Linked DNA regions of Mus musculus: regions 1, 2 and 3 are each linked to region 4. A link is a contact called in public Hi-C, HiChIP or PLAC-seq and promoter capture Hi-C data. All regions are on one chromosome and are shown on one strand. Each heading gives the region's core, a stretch centred on a gene start, on an enhancer-like site or on the middle of the called end of the contact. The rest is flanking DNA. Distances are from core to core; before and after follow the strand shown.

What was found. Hi-C and Micro-C count contacts between places; a contact is called where the count stands out from the background. HiChIP or PLAC-seq counts read pairs in DNA pulled down with a chosen protein or histone mark. Capture Hi-C pulls out chosen DNA fragments and counts their contacts.
Region 1: an H3K27ac HiChIP or PLAC-seq map of epiblast stem cells shows a contact between it and region 4. The contact joins the promoter of Acin1 here to the promoter of Slc7a7 in region 4. A contact is called at or near these places in 3 of 39 promoter capture datasets (cranial neural crest, frontonasal cranial neural crest and pre-B cells), 3 of 115 datasets of contacts at active chromatin or transcription factors (epiblast stem cells, extraembryonic endoderm stem cells and trophoblast stem cells) and 2 of 9 other capture datasets (adipose tissue and liver).
Region 2: a Hi-C map of embryonic stem cells shows a contact between it and region 4, with 2.3 times the contacts expected there. The contact joins the promoter of Rnf212b here to the promoter of Slc7a7 in region 4. A contact is called at or near these places in 1 of 484 Hi-C or Micro-C datasets (embryonic stem cells) and 1 of 9 other capture datasets (adipose tissue).
Region 3: a contact with region 4 is called in a promoter capture Hi-C map of pancreatic islet. The contact joins the promoter of Slc7a8 here to the promoter of Slc7a7 in region 4. A contact is called at or near these places in 2 of 9 other capture datasets (adipose tissue and pancreatic islet).

What each region holds. Positions count from the first base shown.
Region 1 is chr14:54,685,464-54,688,261 of GRCm38.p6, reverse strand. It overlaps Acin1 (apoptotic chromatin condensation inducer 1), which reads left to right and starts at 1,331. Exons shown (of 19, transcript NM_023190.3): 1 at 1,331-1,793. The coding sequence starts at 1,482. 1700123O20Rik (RIKEN cDNA 1700123O20 gene) reads right to left here and starts at 2,091. Exons shown (of 2, transcript NM_021437.2): 1 at 1,142-2,091.
Region 2 is chr14:54,812,765-54,815,714 of GRCm38.p6, reverse strand. It overlaps Rnf212b (ring finger protein 212B), which reads right to left and starts at 1,565. Exons shown (of 15, transcript NM_001370899.1): 1 at 1,430-1,565.
Region 3 is chr14:54,780,215-54,783,188 of GRCm38.p6, reverse strand. Slc7a8 (solute carrier family 7 (cationic amino acid transporter, y+ system), member 8) reads left to right here and starts at 1,303. Exons shown (of 11, transcript NM_016972.2): 1 at 1,303-2,009. The coding sequence starts at 1,862.
Region 4 is chr14:54,408,810-54,411,704 of GRCm38.p6, reverse strand. Slc7a7 (solute carrier family 7 (cationic amino acid transporter, y+ system), member 7) reads left to right here and starts at 1,502. Exons shown (of 10, transcript NM_001379499.1): 1 at 1,502-1,627; 2 at 2,657-2,895. The coding sequence starts at 2,701.

The DNA of each region.
Region 1 (2,798 bases), core at 82-2,581, 280 kb before region 4:
ATAATAAAAACAAGCCAGATGGTGGGGAAGCCCTTAATCCCAGCACTTGGGAGGCACTCACAAGCAATCTCTAGTTCATAGCCAGCCTGGTCTACAGAATGAGTTCTAACACAGCTAGGGCTACACAGAGAAACCCTGTCTTGAAAAGAACCAAACACATAATAAGGAAAGGCAAGCAGCTGAGGCAACCTGGGTAGTAAAGAAAGAAATGATCAAAACCCACACAGAAAACACATCTTGCTTGCTCTCTCTCTAAAATTAAAGTGTGCAGCTTTTTAAACTTTGGTACAAGCAACTGGCCCTAACAGTTTGTTCCACAGTTACACAAGTGTGTGTGTGTTGGAGAGACATGATGCAAGAACCCTCTGTGCAATGCGTACACAGTCTCTGAAATCTGTTTTAAAAAATTTATGTTCTATGACCCCCTTATTAAATTCTGTACCACACCAGTAAACTTTAGAGCAGGCTAAGTCTTGTCTCAAATAAGGTAGCAGAAAATCAGAAGCCACACTAACTTTTTTCAGGTTCTGAAAAAAAAAATGCCTTTGCTTTCTTGACTTGGCCTAAAAAGTGTGCTATTGATGCACATCTCTGAACAGTTTTCCTTAATGGTTTATACCTGCAAGTGCCACTGACTTTGCATTATGTGTGCAAATGTAAGCCAACTTATTCCAAAATGTTTCCGTCCTACAGTTTGTTTCTCCAACAACGAAAACCTTCACCTCTCTATGACCGTAATTACTACTGCTGTTCCTACCTCTTCAAGTTGGAAGATTTGTATCGACAAAGAATAGAATCCCTAAACGTAAGTTCTAAGTCCCGGTTCAGGGTGACTGCCAGTTTCAAAGTGGCTCTACAGGGAGAAGTTTCTCCTAAAACTTCTCTTTTTCAGAGAAAGGTAATTTTTAACCCAGGGTCTTGCTACATGGCTTCCATGGTTATTGTCATTAATAAACTCAAAAGACCTGATTTTTCTTTTTCCCACGTAGGAAGCCGCAGGTCTCTCATTCCTTAGCCCCACAGGACAAAGTATTTCTTACACAGAATGGCCGGGATATAGAAGATGGAAGCAGGAGGGGTCCCCAAAAACCTGCAGACACCAAGTCTCATCTGGCCTAGGAGAGACTTCTTTTCCTCTTACCTTCCTTTTCCCCTTGGAAGACGCCCAGAGATCACAAGAGTCCTTCAGCTCCTGCTCCAACTCTCCGAGCCTCTTCCATGTTTCCTGAAAACCCGAAGCAGAGCCAGCCCCCAGTAACCCACGCACTTCCGGTCCGGAACCAGCCCCAAATACCCAAGTGCCCCAGCGCCCCGGCCCCCAGGTCCGGAGATAGCCGAATATCTCCGATTATGGGTATGCCAGATTCGAGGGCTTCCGAAGAGATTCGATTCAAAGCCCCGGCAAGCCGAAAACAAACGAGCCTGAAAGCCAGATGGGAGGGGCCAGCCGCTAGGTAGATGGAAAAAGCCGATTGGTACCGATGTGGGGACGGAAACGACCGAACAGCTCCGGAGAAACCCGGGGAATTCTGAGCGGTAATAGAGGGGTAGACTATGGCAGTGGGCGGGGCCAATCCGGTCCGTTCGAAGGGCGTTGGCGGAAATTACCGAAGATGCCCGAAGCCGTCGGGACGGACCCGAGTACCTCACGCAAGATGGCGGAGCTGGAGGAGGTGACTCTGGACGGGAAGCCTCTTCAGGCTCTGCGGGTGACCGACCTGAAGGCCGCACTGGAGCAGCGAGGCCTAGCCAAGAGCGGGCAGAAGAGTGCCCTGGTCAAGCGGCTCAAAGGGGTGAGAAGTCAGCGTTGCCGAGGTGTCGGAGGGGAGCGGACCCGGTAGAGACGAGTCTCCGCCGCGGCGCAGGCGCAGTGTCCGGGCTCGGCGCGAGCTCTCTCAGGCCGCCAGCGCGAGCCTGCAGATCCACGCGCACGGTGGTTGGTGTGGCTGGCGCTGGGATAGAGATAACGCCGGTTCCCGCCTTAACGGCAGCGGCGCGAGCCCAAAATGGGAGGGTGCGCGCTACTCTCCCGGAGTGTCTTAAGCTCCTTCCTTCTTCCCCCACCCCCTCCTTGTTTGTGTCTGTGTTGTCGGCGCATGCGCTGCAGAAGGAGTTAAATCCCTCTACAACCACCGGTGTGGCTGGCCTTAAGGGGGCGAGCAGGGCTGGGTCCGAGTTAGGGATACAGTTGGGCGGATGGGGTTGCTGTCTATGTCTGCAATAGGACATTTGTGATAGGGTAAAAAATGTCCGCTCGACTAGATTAAGTGAAAGGAAACCTTGATAGAAAGACTTGGTCAGAGACGGCTGTCTAATTTATAGGGAATCGAGCAGCAGTCTGGATAAGTATTTGGTGGCTATTGGTACGAGAGGTGAGACAGATTACTTTAGGCTGGGGATTTTGTGTCGGTTTGAGTAGTGAGGGTGAGCTTGTCGGGAGGTACACATACTGTGTATCGCTTTGGTGTAAATGGAGGGAAAGAAGGTGAGCTGAACTAGTGTTATTAGAGTTCATTAGCATACGTGACTCGTAATACTGATGGGGACTCTGGGTCAGTTCAGGGTTTGAGTTGACAGACCGTTGCTTATCCCGAAGCTGACAGTTTGTGGGTGGGTGTGGATTAGGTCAGACCACTGGTTACAAGGTCTGTGGTTAGTTTCCCTGTGAAATTTTTAATACATTTTATTTGTCCGGGTGTTACACTGCTGGAAGTTGTGCAAGTTCAGTTAAGTAGTTGTAGTTCTGAAAAACTAATCAAATAATAGTCAAATCCAAATTAGCCTCTTGTTGGTTTTAT
Region 2 (2,950 bases), core at 316-2,815, 400 kb before region 4:
GGAATTAGAATCCAATTCTCCTGATTCTGTAGAAAATACATGTTCCTACATTAAACAGTCCTTCCGTTCACATGGTACTCATATGGTACGATTTTTTTTTCTAACAGCAATTTTTGCATAATTTAAATATATATCCAAACAAAAGTTATTTTGTGGGGTTGGAAAAAAAAGTTTATTTCATGGGTGGAGCGAACATGTGCCACAGGCAAGTGTAGAGGTCCCAGTTAACTTCTGAGAATTGTTTCTCTCTTCCCTCCATGTTGATTCTGGGAAGTATGAGCTCTACATAAATGGCAACTACTTTTACCCATTGGGCCATCCTGTTGGCCCACTTTGTAGGAGTTGTTTATTTGTTTTGTTTTTTCAGACAGGGTTTCTCTGTGTAGCCCAAGCTGTTCTGGAATTTGCTCTGCAGACCAGGCTGTAGGAGTTTTTTTTAATGAAGAAACTGACATTTGAAAACAGCCCTGGGCTCTAAAAACCACAACAAAATATGTTGGATATGCTAGTTAATATTTATTAATTAGCATAATATAATTGATCGACTTTTATAAATAATACATCTATAAATATAATTCTTAATATAAATTAATATTTAAGCTGTTAAAATAAAACAAGTTTCTTCCTCGCTATCACAATCCTCTCTGAACAATTCATTTTTAGAGTGCCAGTTTATGCAGAGGCTTACAAAGTCAATGAGGTTACTTTGCACCCCATCTTTAGAGATTCTGCCACTTAGCCAGTGAAGTGGCATGCACTTTCAGTCCAAGAACTTGGAAAACAGAGGCAGGTGGACCTCTGAGATTTCAAGGCCAGCCAGAGTTAGATAGTAAGACCCTGTGTCAAGAAATAAAACAAAATGAAATAAAAATCTGCCGTTTAAGATTTATGATCGATGGAGCTGGAGAGATGGCTCATCGGTTAAGAGGGACAAGGGTAGGGTGACTTGAGTTTGATACCTGGGGTCCACAGGTAGAACAGATTCCCACAGGCTGCCCCATGCCTTCCACGTGTGCGCCACGGCAAGCGAACCACCACCCGGTAACTATTCGCATGCCCCACACTCAACTACACAAATAAATGTAAAATGTTCTTTAATTTACTAAATGGTAGGGTGAGGTGGCGTAGGACGTTAATCCTGGCACTTGGAGGGCAGACGCAGGCAGACTGACTGTGAGTTGGAGGCCAGCCTGGTCTACACAGTGAGTTCCAGGGCAGCCTGGGGTATGTAGTGAGAACCTGTCAATGAATGAATGAATGAGCAAATAAATATCTAAATAAGCCGTCCCCACAGCACCAAGCTGGGGGTGGGGGTGGGGGTTCCAGTCGCGGCTACACTTAAGTGGTAAGCGGCCATGCCTGGCTTGGGTAAGAGGCCGCCAGCCTTCACGCGGCCTCCAGCTCGACCCTTTCTAGCTCGTGCCCCTACCAGCTTGGCAGCCGGGTTCCAACGTTTCTGTTCTCAGACCATCCGGTTCTCTCCCTCACGAGGCACAGGAAACGGCGGGAAAACAAGCAGCCTCCGCCCAGGGCACGGCCACCAGGTTCGAAGCTGCGCACGCCAGATTGAACCAGCACGCGGTGGGGGCGGGGCGGGGCGCTGATCCTCCTGCGCAGCCGCAGAAGCAGCCAGGCCTCGACAGACAGGTGGGTCCTACGGTGGCCTGATAAGTCCAGGAGGTCTTCGAAGCAGCCCCTTGTTACCTACCATGGAAGCAGAGAGGGAAAAATGAGCCTATTAATGTTCCAGCAAACGACCCCCAAAACAAAAAGAAACGGAGTCGCAAGGCCATAGAAGCTTTGGCATAATCTAAAATGAAATAGAAATAATGGCAGCTTTAAAAGTACAGCATTGCGGGGCATGATAGCACACGCCTTTAATCCCAGCACTTGGGAGGCAGAGGCAGGCAGATTTCTGAGTTCGAGGCTAGCCTGGTCTACAAAGTGAGTTCCAGGACAGCCAGGGCTATACAGAGAAACCCTGTCTCGAAAAACAAAACAAAACAAAAGTACAGCATAAATTCGAAATAGAAAAACTAAGAAGTTGTTATGTGGATAGAGGCTGATTGGCTATAAACTCACAACAAACAGACCTCCAGAAAAAAAGTTTAGCTTTTTGGGGTTGTTTGTTTGTTTGTTTGTTTGTTTGAATAAATGAACCCAGCCCTGGCGGTATGCTTGGGAGGGTGAAGACGGAGGATGGAAGATCTCAGCTTCACCCCTGCCTAGTTACAACCTGTGATACTCAAGGCCCTATACTCAAAAAAGAAAAGAAAAGGGGAGCAAAAGGAGATGGGAAGAGAAGAAAAAAAAAACGATAAAAAGGAAAGAAAATAAACATTTCCACTGCGCTGGTTGTCGGTGTTTCTTTTGTTTTTAGGTCAGCTTGGTCTAGATAGTAAGCTCCAGTCTATCCTGGGCTACATACAGCAAACCCTGTCTCTAAAAATTAAAGAAAAAAGATGAAAACCAACCAAACAAGAATAACCTATGGGGAGAAAACCCCATATCTGTGTGTGGAAACACACTTTATTTAAATGCTAAAGTATAGAGCACCTATAAGATTTTAGAAACATGTAATTTTAGAAGCGTAACAATAAACATACAGAAGCCTGCTAGTGGTGGCCACGCCTTTAATCCCAATAAAGGGAATCACTCTTGTTCACCTCCAATAAAGAGAGCTGTGTCACTGAACACTATCTCCCGAGAAGCCTGTTTCTCCCACATCTAGATGACCAAGTTTCTGTCTAACCCACCTGCATGGTAAGCTTCTTTCCCTCCTGTCCAGCCCTGTGTGCAAAGGTGCCTTTGCGCACACCTGAGGGCAGAAGCAGACCCAGGCCAGCATCACCTCTCCAGCATCCCTCTCAACAAAACAACAAACAAAAAACATTTCTGCTTAAAGAGCACACATAAAAACCCAGTGGTGGGGGGCAAAACCCACCATAGG
Region 3 (2,974 bases), core at 54-2,553, 370 kb before region 4:
CAACCTTTGAAACCTCTTGATACTTGCTGAGTAGGGTGAGCAAGGGGCAGGCGGGAAGGGAGACCGTTCATTGTCTGGACTTTACCCTATCCGGAAGAGCCGTTCTAGATAGCTTAGCCAACCCCATTCCTAAAGGGCTTAACTTTTTTATTTTCTTGAAAAGTCCAAGTTTTTTAGTGTTTTTCTTAAAAAAATGAGTGAAGCCAAATTTGCGTAATTAGTGGTCAGATTGGGGAATTTAGTTTGTCTTATTGAGACAGAATTTCACTTTGGACCTCTGGCTAGCCTTAAACTCAAGGAGATCTGCCTGCCTCTGCATCCCAAGTGCTCGGATTAAAGATGTGTGTGCCACCAGGCCCTTTGGAATTTTATTTTTTAGACTCATTTTAAAATCAAATCATTTTGTATAGACTATGTAAAAAAAAACTTTAGTTTTTCAGCATGGTCTATAATATTGTTTCATGGTTGTTTTGTTGTTGTTGTTTTCTTCAAAGCACTTTACAGTTAGAAATAGACACAGTTCTTGAGGTGGAGCAACTGTTTTGAATTACATTCTTCAAGGAAATGGGGGTGCAATGTTAATATTCTTAACCATTACCATTCTTAGCATCAACACGTCTGTTTCATGATCGGTGAGGGGCTCACGACCTCCTGTCTGAAGTTCAAATAATTTGTGATAAAATATTAGGGGTCATGGGGCAGGCCAGAATCCTCCTTATCCTGCTTCGGAAAAACGTTGCAACTACCCCATATTCTTCATAATTTTATTTAGCTTTCATGACAGTCCCTAAAAGAAACTCTTCAGCTTAAAGTTCTTCCACATTGCCCCCCCCCACACACACCAAAACCACCCCCTATTTCATGAAACAGCTTGATGGCAATATCTCTGCAGCTTTCTCGACCTTGTCCTCAAATGATCCACACCTAAACATCTTAGTACACTGGCCAGTGTGTTTCTGAAGGCATTAGAAGCCCGCAGAACCGTGTGCCCTTATAGAGTTCACAAATGCTGTGCGACCTGAGATGAAGCCTTGGCTAGTGACTTCCCCCTGCGGCCCACCCTTCCCTTGCTCCCACTATGAAAAGAAAAGAAAATGTTTTAAGCCCCTTCCTCCGTGATCTTTGGGGGTAGGGGGTACTAATAATTAAATAGAAGAAGAGGGAGGAGATGCGGCTTAAGGATGGAGGAGGTGGGGGGCGGAGCCTCGGTCCGCAAATAAACGCCGCAGCCGAAAGGGAAGCACATTCGCGAGCGCAGCAGCCACCCTGCCCTCACAGATGGAGCGATCTGCGGAGTGAGCACGGAGCTCGGAGCCGACAAGGGCGAGAAGGAAGGGGCGACCGCAGCAGGTGGAAACCTGATCCAGAGCCGGCGAGCAAGAAAGTACCTGAGCACGGCTCCTCCTCCGCTCCCTCAGCTAAGAAGAACTACTTTTACCCTCATCGTAGAAGAGACTTAAGGGAAGGTGGAGGCGATCTGTTTCATTAGGAGGGCTGCAGGGAAATCCTGACCAGAGCAAGCCGCCGCCCGGTACACCGAGCAGAGCGATCCTGGGCTTCTGAAGATAAACGCTTTCCGGAGAATTCCAGCTGGAGTCGCTGGTACAGTTCTATTTTTGTATTTATATATATATATATTCTTTGCCTTCCATTTAAAAACACGGCCCTTGTTTGTTAGGCAGTGACACGTGTGACTCTCATTTGCTGTCACTTTTAGAGGGTAGGAGCGCACTCTGTTTTCGGAAAAGGGCGTTCTAATTGGAAACTCTGTTTTTCCACATATCTATACGTTTACACGCACGAGCGTTTAGAAAAAGACTGCTCTTTTTCGCTTTGGGTGGTCGGAACCCTACGGAGAAAGATGGAAAAGGGAGCCCGCCAGCGAAACAACACCGCGAAGAACCACCCGGGTTCTGACACCAGCCCTGAGGCCGAGGCTAGCTCGGGAGGGGGCGGAGTAGCCCTGAAGAAAGAGATCGGATTGGTCAGCGCCTGTGGTATCATTGTAGGTGAGTCCAGGTCCTTTGCGGCCCCCGGCGCCATCCCACCCTCTCTCCGGGGGTCCTTCGAGGGACTTTAACCCCGCCAAAGCCTCAAAGGCAGCTTTGCTTTGTCTGTGACTTGTGTTGTCCAACTGCACCGGTCAAGTCGGAGCTATGGAAGTGATGTCTGTCATACATCGCTTCAGCCAAGCCAGGCTGAGCTGTTCTCTCCTTAGAATAGAACAAACAAGAGTCAGGAACCATACAGGCTCTGCGTCCCAAGTATTGCCTGGGAATTTATTAGAAGTGTAACAAATTCTTTCCGGCTTGTCACTAGGCAGTTCTGATCCAGGAGAGCCTAATTCGGGCTGACACATGGATTTTTAACTAGCTTCTGTGCAGCCACCCTCTGCAGGCTGTGAATCTGTGTTTGAAGCATATTTAGTATTATGTTGTCTTATGTTATGAAGCACTGTGGTGTGTAATGCCTCGAATAGTAAAAAAACAGTAATAAAAATGCTTTATAATCATGGTTCTTCATAGGCTGGCCCATCCTATGAAGCACTTGTGAAACAGATGTGACAGCCGAGCTGTCTCAGATGAGGAAAATATGGAAGGGAGAACCAGCTGACTTGACTGTGTTCTTGAAATGGAGTTTTCCAGGTTTTTTTGTTTTTGTTTTTTTGTTTTTTGTTTTTTTCTGGTTACCTAGTTGGGGGCGCCTGTCTGTTAACACCCACAGAAGACCCTGTGAGGTTCTTAGCGGGAACTGGGAGGTGGTAGATTGTGGGGTACAGGAGGAATTCATGGGTGAAATGTGTGCTCTGGCTTGGAAGCTCTTTAGGAGAGGAGCTGGGTGATCCAGAGAGAACCAGTATAGGTCTCGCTTCCCAAGAGCACATGTGCAAGGCTCGGGCTTCCAGAGACAACTCCCTTGCCTACGTAGGACACTCTTGTCTTTGCAAGGAAGCCCTGCAAATGGGTGCTGGGCT
Region 4 (2,895 bases), core at 253-2,752:
GGCTGGGCTGGGAGGGTGAGTGAGCATAGAGATGAACTGTCTCTGACTATTTCTGTAGAATAACCAAAGAGTGAAGAAGAGGTAGAAGAAGAAGGGATACACAGTTGGGTTTCAGAACAGGTAAGCTGCCAAAAAAGGCTCAGTATACCAGAGTTAAAGTCGATTATAAAGGTAGAATAAACTGTGATTTCAAATTGTAGAACTTTTTCTGTTTATTCTGGGCCTGTCTAACATAGTTCAGTGAAACCTTATTTCCACACTATTTTTGTGCCTTGGGGGTAGGTAAGCGCTCTACCATTGAGCTATACTCCAACTTTCCATACACACACACACACACACACACACACACACACACACATACACACACACATTATTATTATTATGTTAGCTTGTTTTTTTTTTCTTTTGAGGCAGAGTTTCTCCTCATAGCCCTTGCTGCCCTAGAACTCACTCTGTAGACCAGGCTGTCCTTGATCTTTGAACTCAGAGAGCTCCCTGCCTTTGCCCCCAGAGTGCTGGGTTTAAAGGTGTGTACCACGGTGCTCAGCTAATTTTTTTATTGTAGTGCGCGCACGCTCGTAGAACAGTAGGAAATTTTCTCCTTCCATCATGGGCTTCATCTTGGCAGCCCCTCTCCCCCTCCCCCACCTTTGACATGGGGTCTCTAGTCTGGCCTTAACCAAATAGGACCCTCCTGTCTCAACCTTCTGGATGTGGGATTACAGGTATGAGCCATTCACGTCTGGGCCTCCATATATTTTTAAGAAATGGAGGAAAGCTTGTACTGAGACCTACATAGGAAGTTTTGGGCGCTCCAGAGGTTGTAGTGTGTTTCCCTAAGAATGAAAGAGCATAATGGTGGAATGGAGTTGGATCTAGAAGTTTGATCTCATTTCTGAACCATATTTCTTTTGAAATCGCTCGAGGGTCAGACTTTGGGGGTGATGCCCCGGTTTAGAGGCAGCCACCCCTTTCTCTGCATGGGGAAGTGTACAGCGATCTCACTTAGAGCGCCACATGGGGCGTCTGAACCACTCCCATACTTCCGCCAATCTCAGCCTGTGAACAATGCGTCCCATTCTCTAACCTTCCTGCCTTTCTTGTTTCGGGTGAGAGAGAGAAGTGAAGTTTGGGTGGGCCATGGAGGGAGGACACATGGGGAGAGGTCTGTGCCACCAGTGCTCTGTACTTGGTAACTTATTAGACTCTCTGGGGTTTCAGAGAGCACACCCAGTTAGTTAGCTGTCCCTTCCTCTGGGCCTCCTGTCCCGGGGCAGAGCTGACAAAGGAGATTCCTGATCGAGCACCTTCTTATCACAGAAAGTGCTGAGCCAGGAGCTCCTAGCTGCCCCTTTCGCAGATATGAAAGGCCTGTGAACCTTGGACCCAGAGGGTTGCTTAACGCTCCTCTCCCTTTTCCTCACCCCTTCCTTTCCTAGCTCCCTCACCTCCTCCTCCCTTCTTGACCTGACTTAAATCCGGTAGGCGTTTGTCTGGGTTTCCCTCTTACTGCTGGAGGAAGGAGGAGCTGTCAGATCTCTGTTCTTGGAGGGTGTGTGTGCCTCTTTGTCTCAGAGACTGCGGCTGGCCATTGCTGTGGGAACCTCCTTATATCCAGAGCCAGGGAGTGAGTGTGCCCCACCCTGTCCCCTTGCTAAACCCTCTGCTGTTCTCTGTCTGTCCAGTCACTTCCTCGAGCTACAGAGCCTCTGGCTGTAGTGTTTCGCCATTTGTCTGATTGCTTTCCTATTTTGTGCAGCTGTCTCTAGCTCTGTATTTCAGGGCATCTGCTGTCTGGCCTTAGCTCTTTCTTTTCCTTGGTTTGCTTTGATATGTCTCCAGCAGTTCTATGGTGGGTGTCTATGGTGGGTGGGCAGCCACCACCCACTGCCTCCAGTCATCTCTGGTTTCTGCTGTGTGTTTGGGCCACCCTTCTGAAAGATCATTCCTACTTTTTGGCTGGTGTGATGTGAGAGATTTGGCAGCAGGAGGCCTGGGATGCTAGAGGCTGGGACAGGTATCTGGGAATGGAAAAGCAGTACAAAGCGAATCAATCTCCTGTCTTTTTTTTTTTTTTTTTTTTTCTTTCCAGGATGGGTGGGGCTGCTTGGGCTTTGCCAACATCTAAGATGCCAGCTGACCATTTGTTAATGGCTATTCCCGAGCAGGGAGGTGGCTGTGCATCCGTAGCAGGAGCGCTTTAAAAGCTTCAGCCCAGCACACAGACTCCTTAGGGGAAAGAACAGCAAATCAGCAAAAAGAGGATCTAGCGAATCAGTTGGTTTCAGGGTTGGTTCCTCATACAGGCATCTCAGCGCAGGGACATTTGAAACTGAAATCAGAGGGGAGAGACTTTGGGGGTCAGGGGGAGGCAGAAAAAAGTTTTACCAAACTGCCTCATTCATGCCTGTCCTGTGTCATAACAGGTTGAGGGTTCAGCTGTCTGATAAATAAGGTATGCTACATCCTAAGGCTAGCATGTTTTCCCCTTTTGTGGGGGAAAAGCCAAGCCGGGGTCATTTTGACATGCCTTGGGTGTTGCGGGGAGACAGAAGTGAGGAGGGTGTCTGGACTGGTGGGTGCTGACTGCCTTGGGCCCTGTGGTGTGGGAGGGAGAGATTCTGCAGTGACCAACACAGCCTTCTTTCTTCCTTAGAGGGCAATGCGAGCAAGCTGGTGAAGGTCTTCCTTCTCTTCGCCATGGTCAACAGCACCAAGTATGAAGTGGCTGCTCAGCACGAGGCCGACGATGGCTCTGCTCTCGGGGATGGGGCCAGCCCAGTGGCGGAGCAGGTCAAACTGAAGAAGGAGATCTCCCTGCTTAATGGCGTGTGTCTCATAGTGGGGAACATGATCGGCTCCGGCATCTTTGTCTCCCCTAAGGGTGTGCTCATG